2 separate regions of the Callithrix jacchus genome follow, and region 2 is linked to region 1. A link is a contact called in public Hi-C data. All regions are on one chromosome and are shown on one strand. The core of a region is the stretch at or near the end of the contact, and the rest is flanking DNA. Distances in the headings are between cores, read along the strand shown. Region 1 overlaps FSTL1 (follistatin like 1). Region 2 overlaps FSTL1 (follistatin like 1).

Region 1 (3,993 bases), core at 588-3,087:
TGGGGAATTGGGAAATGTCACCGATCATGGTGTTAAGGTACCAGAGCGTGCCATGACAGTTCAAAGGCACCCCAGTAAATGATAGAAGGCTCCTTTGCCTGGAGCCCATAGAGGGCTCCGGGGCTATTTATCAAGTGCCTACCTCAGTTCCAGCCCTAAATACTGCTACTATGGTGATGGTGGTGGTGATATATCCTAATTTCTGCATTTCGTGGTCCCTGCCTCCAAATCTATCCTGCTCTACTGGTGTTCCTATTATGTTTCAGATCCTAGTCATGTGTGTCCCTGAGAGGAGGAGACTAACATTAGATCTGGTAGGACATGATACCCTTCAATCTTGTCACCTTAACTTTCTCCTGGAGCCATGGAAGCTAGCAGTGGTATGATCTGATCCTGTCTGTTTCTGTCCTGCCCAATACTTTATAGCTGTTATTTCCTAGTTCCAGAACCTGACTGGACCAAGTTTAAGACCAAGGTAGGGAGTAGGGGGCAGACAAGCAATGCAATGTAATTCAGCATTGAAGAATACTTCCCACTCACTCGTCCTTTTCAGGCCCTGGCCATACAGACAGGCTGTACAAGACATAGGTCCTGACTTCAGGGGATAAATGTTTCTATTGAACTGACTCACTGTGTGAGTGAGAATAATAACGAAATGAGAATGAGAATACAAATGAAACTGCTGCAGAAAAACCCAGCACTGCACACTGCTCGCATCATCAGGGAGGCTGCCTCTGCAGTGCAATCCCTAATCTCTGTGACTTCCAGAATCAAAGAAAAAGGTTAAATTACTTTCTAAAATTAAGCTTTGCATTACTTTGAAACTAACAAAGCATTCCTTCCCACAGACACTGTTCCTAAATTAAATATTTTGTGCTTATACAGCTGCTCAAATGTTGGTACACTGAAAATGGAAAAATTTCTAAGGTTGGGAAGAGATGGGGTGCTTAGAAAGGAGGGGGGCTCTGTGCAGGGAGGACAGCTGTGGTCAGTAGCAGAGATTATAGAATAGTTGGAAAAGATTGTGATCAAGTAAATATGTGTGTAAAATGTTTCTAAAATTATTAAGTCTAAATAAGTATAGGTTAAGGGGGCCTGTTATGGTCAGGTATTAAAAAGCATCCTTTCAAGTAGAAACCTTGGTCAGTGGCTATTCCCCGCCTGTAATCAATAGGAAATAGGGGGATTAACAGTAAACAACCAAGGGGACATCTTAAGGTCAATGTGAAGCCTATTGTGCGGGACTTCGCAATGATTAAACAGTAGAATGGGTCGCAGAGAATGTGTGGGCACTTCTCCCTGGAGGCATTTACTGAAGGAACAGAACTTTCTTATAGTCACATGCTGCAAGTACCATCCAGCGTGGAGACAGAGGCATGACCTGGATGAGCTTCTCATCTATTAAATAGATTGGAAAGTCAAAGAACTCATACAGCATTAGAGGCCCCCTGCAGCAGCTGGAGAGAAATGGACAGATGAAAGTCCTCACTTGTCCACCTCCCACCAACATGCCCAGCCTGCCATTGAGCTGCCTGTTGTATTTTGTAAGCTTGCGCCTAGACATTTGCCTTGCAAACATGTGGGCCGTCTTGGCAAATGGTTTTGTAGAAAGCCCTTGCTCACAAGAATTCCATCTGCAATATTTGGATTGGCTACTAGGACTCTCCCTTTTCCGCACAAACTGTTCCCAGCTTATCTCTGGATGTCTTCCAGAAGGTCATCAATGTTCCGCCATACAGCGTCATCTGCTTGCCACACTATTCCCCAGCTCCTGAAACACAGCACTGTTTCCTATGGTAGCAGCAGCAACAGCAAAAATATCTTCCTCCTCAGCATGATTTTCCAGGCCCAAGATGAGCTCACAGGCACCAAGAGACACAAAGCCATGGCCTCACGTATCTCACACCCAGGAGCCTGATCTCAGTTTAAAAAAGGCAGACCTGCTGTCTTAGCTGGGGGAGTAGAGAAAAGTTATGGCTTTAAGTTGACAGCAGAGAATAGCCAGGAGCACCTGAGGAAGGCTGACAAGGACATATTGGGGGGTACTGGGGGAGGAGCACCTTCTGGCAGGGGGAGGTAGGGGCAGACCTAGAGAATGCACTCATAAGGGCAAGTCCAAGGCCTGGGCGGGGTCTCTGACGACTTGTACAAACTTGGCACCAAGCCTCAGTGCAATCTTGCTTCATCTCCCTGGACCTCTACCGTCATTAATGACTGTGACTTCAGTCAGAGACTACAGAAAGGGAACACTCAATGATAATCTAGAGACAAGGACAATTAACCAAATCATCAGATATGACTCCTGTTTATGTCCTTTGCCCCATTATTACCCTGGCCTCTCTTCATTATTCTATATCCCAAGTCCATACTTTCCCAGATGTTGTGGAAATGGTAAAGGATTCCAAGTTATTGTAAGGAGGGCCACTCTCCATAAAATGAGACCATTCCACTCCACACCCTGGGGACTGACTCAATTGAGCTCCACTGGCCAGTGTTCTGATTGTATCTTACCAACCAGAAGAATATTAATTTCAGGCAAAGGAGGTCTCTGTCTCCTGCACAGAGCTACTAATGACTCCACTATGAGTGATAGAGTACGAGAGTCAGCAAGGACTGTAGAGATTATGTATTGATCCAACACCTTCATGATAGATGAGAGAACTGAAGATTAGGGAGATGACATAAGGTCCAAGGCCACCCAGGAAGTTGTTGAAAAAATTTGGACTAGAGGGCCAGGCGCGGTGGCTCACACCTGTAATCCCAGCACTTTGGGAGGCCGAGGTGGGTGGATCATGAGGTCAAGAGATTGAGACCATCCCGGTCGGCATGGTGAAACTCCGTCTCTACTAAAAATACAAAAAATTAGCTGGGCATGGTGGCGCGTGCCTGTAATCCCAGCTACTCAGGAGGCTGAGGCAGGAGAATTGCCTGAACCCAGGAGGCGGAGGTTGCGGTGAGCCGAGATTGCGCCATTGCACTCCAGCCTGGGTAACAAGAGCAAAACTCCGTCTCAAAAAAAAAAAAATTTGGACAAGGACCCAAAGTCTTTGACCCAGTAACACACTAGCTCTTCCTCCTGTCTTACCTGGCCCTGGCCCTTTCGGATGCCAAAGGTTTCCACCCAGGGGAAAATCAAGCAGCAAGGAAGGAAAGTCTGAACTTCCAAAACTTCTTTGTGAAAGCAACTGCTCTTCAGGAGACCTCTTTGTGTTACAGCCAGCCCTGGGGACTCTGTCTCTGCCATGCTGCATCTGGTTAAATTGCTCTTCTGTGAGCCTATCTGGCTGCCAAATCTCTCTCTGGCCAAAAACAGCGTCTGATCTCATCCTAATGGATTTCCACCAATCACAGTTCTAGGGCTTCCAAGATAGAAATGGACATCTTACACAGAAACATTATAAATATTCTACAAGCAAATAACAGGGTTCTAACTCCTTTACTCTCTCTTTAGCTAACCACTTTCAAAGGCATCTGGCAAAGTTGCATTCAACCTGTGAATCAAATAAGTCAAATAAACAGATATTTATTGAGCCACTATTGGAAAGTCAATGTACCAGGTATACAAGGACAGGCCTGAGTCCTTGCTTCCAAGAATTCACAGGCCTATTGGGGGGAACAAGGCAAAATTACACTCAAAGTTAATATACAAGATGGCAATACAAAAAGTTCCATGATGAAACAAATTTGCAAAACTTGTGGAATAGATAATAAGAATAATAAACAGAAAAGAACACTGTAAATTTCACAGTTCAGGGAAGTTAGTGCAAGAAAAATTTGATCAGGTGCCGGGCACGGTGGCTCATGCCTGTAATCAGCACTTTGGGAGGCCAAGGTGGGCAGATTACAAGGTCAGGGGTTTGAGACCAGTCTGGCCAACATGGTAAAACCCTGTCTCTACTAAAAATACAAAAAATTAGCTAGGTGTGGTGATGTGCACCTGTATTACCAGCTACTCAGGAGGCTGAGGCAGGAGAATCTCCTGAACCCGGGAGG
Region 2 (3,808 bases), core at 1,120-3,619, 120 kb after region 1:
AAGAAGACAGGACTTGGAGAAGGGCTTTCAATGGCACAAAGGCTGTCTCGCTCAAGAAAATTTTCCTCATTGTTGATTCTGCATTAAAGCATGCCTGTGAATGGAGATCGCTAGGGAGGGCTATGAGGCTGCAGATGAGACCTCCCCTGTGTTGGTAGATCCCCCTACCCGTCTTTGTGGGGCACTCACCCCATTCTCCCACCTCCCGCACAACTTATCACGGAGGATAGAGCTGGGTGGAGCTGCAGGAGCCAACACTGCACCTCTGCATTGCGGCGCGGGGCTGTGCGAGACAAAGAGAGAGATTGCCACCTATTGACAGAAATGTCACCTGCAAAGAGGGAATGATTGTATAACTAGTGGCTCCCCCACTGTGAGTTCTTCAAATGGGCCTTTTGTTTTTTCCATTCAGTCAGTCCTTCTGTTCTATATTATCACTGCAGTGCAAGGTAGGACAGGAAAAAACGGGGACATGACAGCCCAAGGTGGTAGTGACAGTATCTCAGTGGGCAAGTTGTCTGAAAATAAATTGCCCACTGTAATAGTAGCCACTTTCAGTTGGTGTGGCAGGCACTGTGCTGCATGCAGTCCGTCCCCGTTAATCTTCACAACAGCCCTCTAAGAATCAGTACTTCAACTTTTCACATGAGGAAGCTGAGGTTTAAAGAGAGCACCTAGCCCATGACCAGCAAGTAAGGAATAAAGGTGGGATGTGGGTAATTTAAAACTAAATCTCTGATGCACTCTTACGCACATTCTCCCGACACTTGCTAATTATGCAGTTCACACCCCCATGATAATTTCCTTAAGCTATGTCATCTGGATATGAAAATAAATATAAACTGCTTTCCCTTTGGTTGGGCAGAATTCTAGCTCTGCCACTTTCTAGTTAAGGCTCAGCTTTCTCACCTGTGAAATGGGGCTAGTAATGATGTCTAACTTAGGGATTTTTCGAAGAGCTTAAATCACATATAATCAAAATAACTTAGCAGGATGCCGGCTATTTATAAATGGGAGTTTAGTTATCAGTGGTTGAAGATACGGGTTGGAATCTTGGCTCCTCTCATTTCTAGCTTTGGGACCTTGGGCAACTTTTTGACCTTTTTGATCTTCAATTTCCTAATCTATAGAATAGAGTTAATAATAATATACCTATTCTTGTAGAATTTCCCTGTAAGATTAAATCATGGATATGAAAACATTTTGTAAATTTTAATTGTACTATTCAAATATTAGTTGTTATAACTCAAAAGGTATCTGTTTCTCCAAATGGATTTTTGAGAACTATTCCTGAAAAATGACTTGGTTGAATTCAACCTATTTTTAATACTTACAAAAAACAACAATTTAAGATAAAAGAAGGTTCCATAAATGCCCCAGGCTTTTCTGCAAGCAGCTCTATAAGGCATTCCCATGAATAACACGTTTCATAGGCAGCTTGTTTTACAGTTCGTACTTCCAAATGTATCTCACTGAATCTCTGCAGGATAGGGCTGGTTAATAGACAAGGACATGTGAGGCTTAAAGAATGAAAATCACTAGTTAAGGACGTAGACTAGTGAGTGGAAGTTTGTGGGTGTTTGCCTGTGGAGCTGTGTGTGGGTGTCTTTGAATGCAGGCATGTATCTGAGCCTGCTTTTTATGCATTTGTGTGTCCATAACTCATGGCACACACTCACAGGGGGTGCATGTTTGTCTGTATCCCTTGGGTAGAATGTTGTTTCTTGGGAGAGGAGAAGGGAATCATATCTGAGGTTTTTTACAACTCGTCAGCAAAAACCTTTTCCTCTTCCTTTTTAGTGTTGCCTCACATTCCCGAGGCAGTTTCCACAAGAGGGCCCTGCCTGGAGAATATCCTTGATTTTTATCTCCACTCCCTGTTTAGGAAACAACAGCTCTCCAGTCCCCGAAGCCTTCTGGGAATTACTTCCTCTTTCTTCCCCAGCCGCTAGCTTTCTTGAATTCGCCTTAGCAACATTCAAAAAAGAACTGGTTTAGCAACAGCATGTGAACCAATGAAATGTGAGCATGGGAACGGCTTCTAGACCAATGGGAGCCCTGCTTGACCAGCAAGCTGGCTTGGGACAGAAAATAATAACCTGGAGTTTGCAGAGCAGCCTCTGGGTGGCAGTCGATCAGCTGTATTGGATATGGCGCCTCAGCTCGAAAGTATACTTGGTTTTTGCTTTTTTTTTTGCCCTAATCTTGGATATAAAACATTCACCAACTATAAGAATTGTACTATTACAAGACTTGTGGGTGTGAGTTCTATGCATAATGTGGTAGACATGGCCGGGAGGGGGAACTGTTGGGTTCCATCCCTGCCTTACACAGCCAGCCCCCATGACCCCATCACCACATCGTGCCTCCTGTAGTCTTTGTTGGTTTTGTCACAGCCAGTGCTGGCCCAGTGGCCTTGGGTCTGGAGATCTTCCGTGATTTTGCCTTCTCAGCCAGTCAGGATGAGAAGCTGGGGAAATCACATTCTCCTTCATGTAACCATCACCTACTGTGCTGAGTGGTGAATGAGATGGGTCTGGCTTTCTGCCACTAGTGAATGGGAGGGAAGGGATGAGCCATCAACAGATCAATGCCTATCAATACCCCCACATTCTCAGGTGGCATACACTGAGACCATTCCCTGCCTTGTCAGTTATGCTGCACATGTCTGAACAGTAATGTCTGACTAGCAAATGATTTGAGGATAATTCTATTAGGCAATTTAGCCCTATTAATCTTGAAGTCAGTGGCAGACTTGGGCAGGGGCTAAATAGGTCCATAGCAAAAATAGCAAATCCACATTTCCAATGGTTTAGCCATCCTTCTTTTGCACCTCGAGATGATAGTGCTTTGAACACCATTCAGTCAAGTTTGGGTCCTTCAGATATTCATAGTTCTCTACAATGTATCCATTTCTGCCTGACTTACTCTTCTTCTTTAAGAATCAGTTAAGGCTTAGTATCTTCAGTATCCTTTGATTCTCACCATTCTCCTCCCCACCAGCTCCCTGGTGCCTCTGTTCTTGCACTTCCTGTGTTGTTTTCCAAATGTCTCTTTCTTTGTGAGTTTCCTCTAAGCGTCATAGAGCTTCCTGAGGACAAGGTGTGTCCTTGGTATCTCCATCCCTTAGCATAGTGTTGGCATAGGTGCTCAATAAGCATTTTTAGAAGAAAGGAAGCATGCAAGGAAAGAGCTCTTGCTCTTTGAGAAACATATTAGAGACTAAGGTACCTGATTGTGGGCTGAAGCAGTGCCTGGGAGTAGGGCACTAGCTGTTGAAGGCAGCGTCTAGCTGTTTAAGACCCAGCATCTTCTCTTTGTGTAGTTTGCAAGAAAAATAAAAATGAAAAAGACCTAGCATCTAGCTGTTTAAGACCATGAGCCATGACTCCAGAGCAAAGCCCGAGCCTGAAAGATAATCTCACTATGGACTCATCCCGTGATGAGTTCATCTCAGTCACATGGTTTCCTTTATGATTGTGTGTTCTAGGAAGAGCTGAGGAGCAAATCCAAGATCTGTGCCAATGTGTTTTGTGGAGCTGGCCGGGAATGCGCAGTCACAGAGAAAGGAGAGCCCACCTGTCTCTGCATCGAGGTAAGTCCTGATATCAGTAGTCAGAGGACAGTGTCCAAGGCCAGTATGGCTACCTTGCGGAGCCACCCGTCAGCAGGCAGTGCCAGTGATTTCATTCTCTTTATAAGAGCATACCTCATCCCTCTGAAAAATGTGGAATTTTTATTCTAGATTCCTGATTTTTAATGCATGGATACTTTTTCTTTCTAAAAAATATTTAGCTCTATAAGATTT

Evidence for each region. A called contact is a pair of places that touch in the nucleus more often than the background predicts.
Region 2: a contact with region 1 is called in a Hi-C map of induced pluripotent stem cells, with 3 times the contacts expected there. The contact joins two enhancer-like sites. A contact is called at or near these places in 3 of 3 Hi-C or Micro-C datasets (induced pluripotent stem cells and skeletal muscle).

What each region holds. Positions count from the first base shown.
Region 1 is chr15:82,387,859-82,391,851 of calJac240_pri, forward strand. All of the region lies in intron 1 of FSTL1 (follistatin like 1), which reads left to right. Among named protein-coding and RNA genes, the nearest start is that of FSTL1, 27 kb to the left of the region's middle. Within about 2 kb of position 1,838, at least 4 of the 16 cell types and tissues checked have an H3K27ac peak or open chromatin away from gene starts, as enhancers often do.
Region 2 is chr15:82,504,147-82,507,954 of calJac240_pri, forward strand. It overlaps FSTL1 (follistatin like 1), which reads left to right. Exons shown (of 12, transcript XM_078352063.1): 4 at 3,491-3,595. Among named protein-coding and RNA genes, the nearest start is that of LRRC58, 25 kb to the right of the region's middle. Within about 2 kb of position 2,370, at least 12 of the 16 cell types and tissues checked have an H3K27ac peak or open chromatin away from gene starts, as enhancers often do.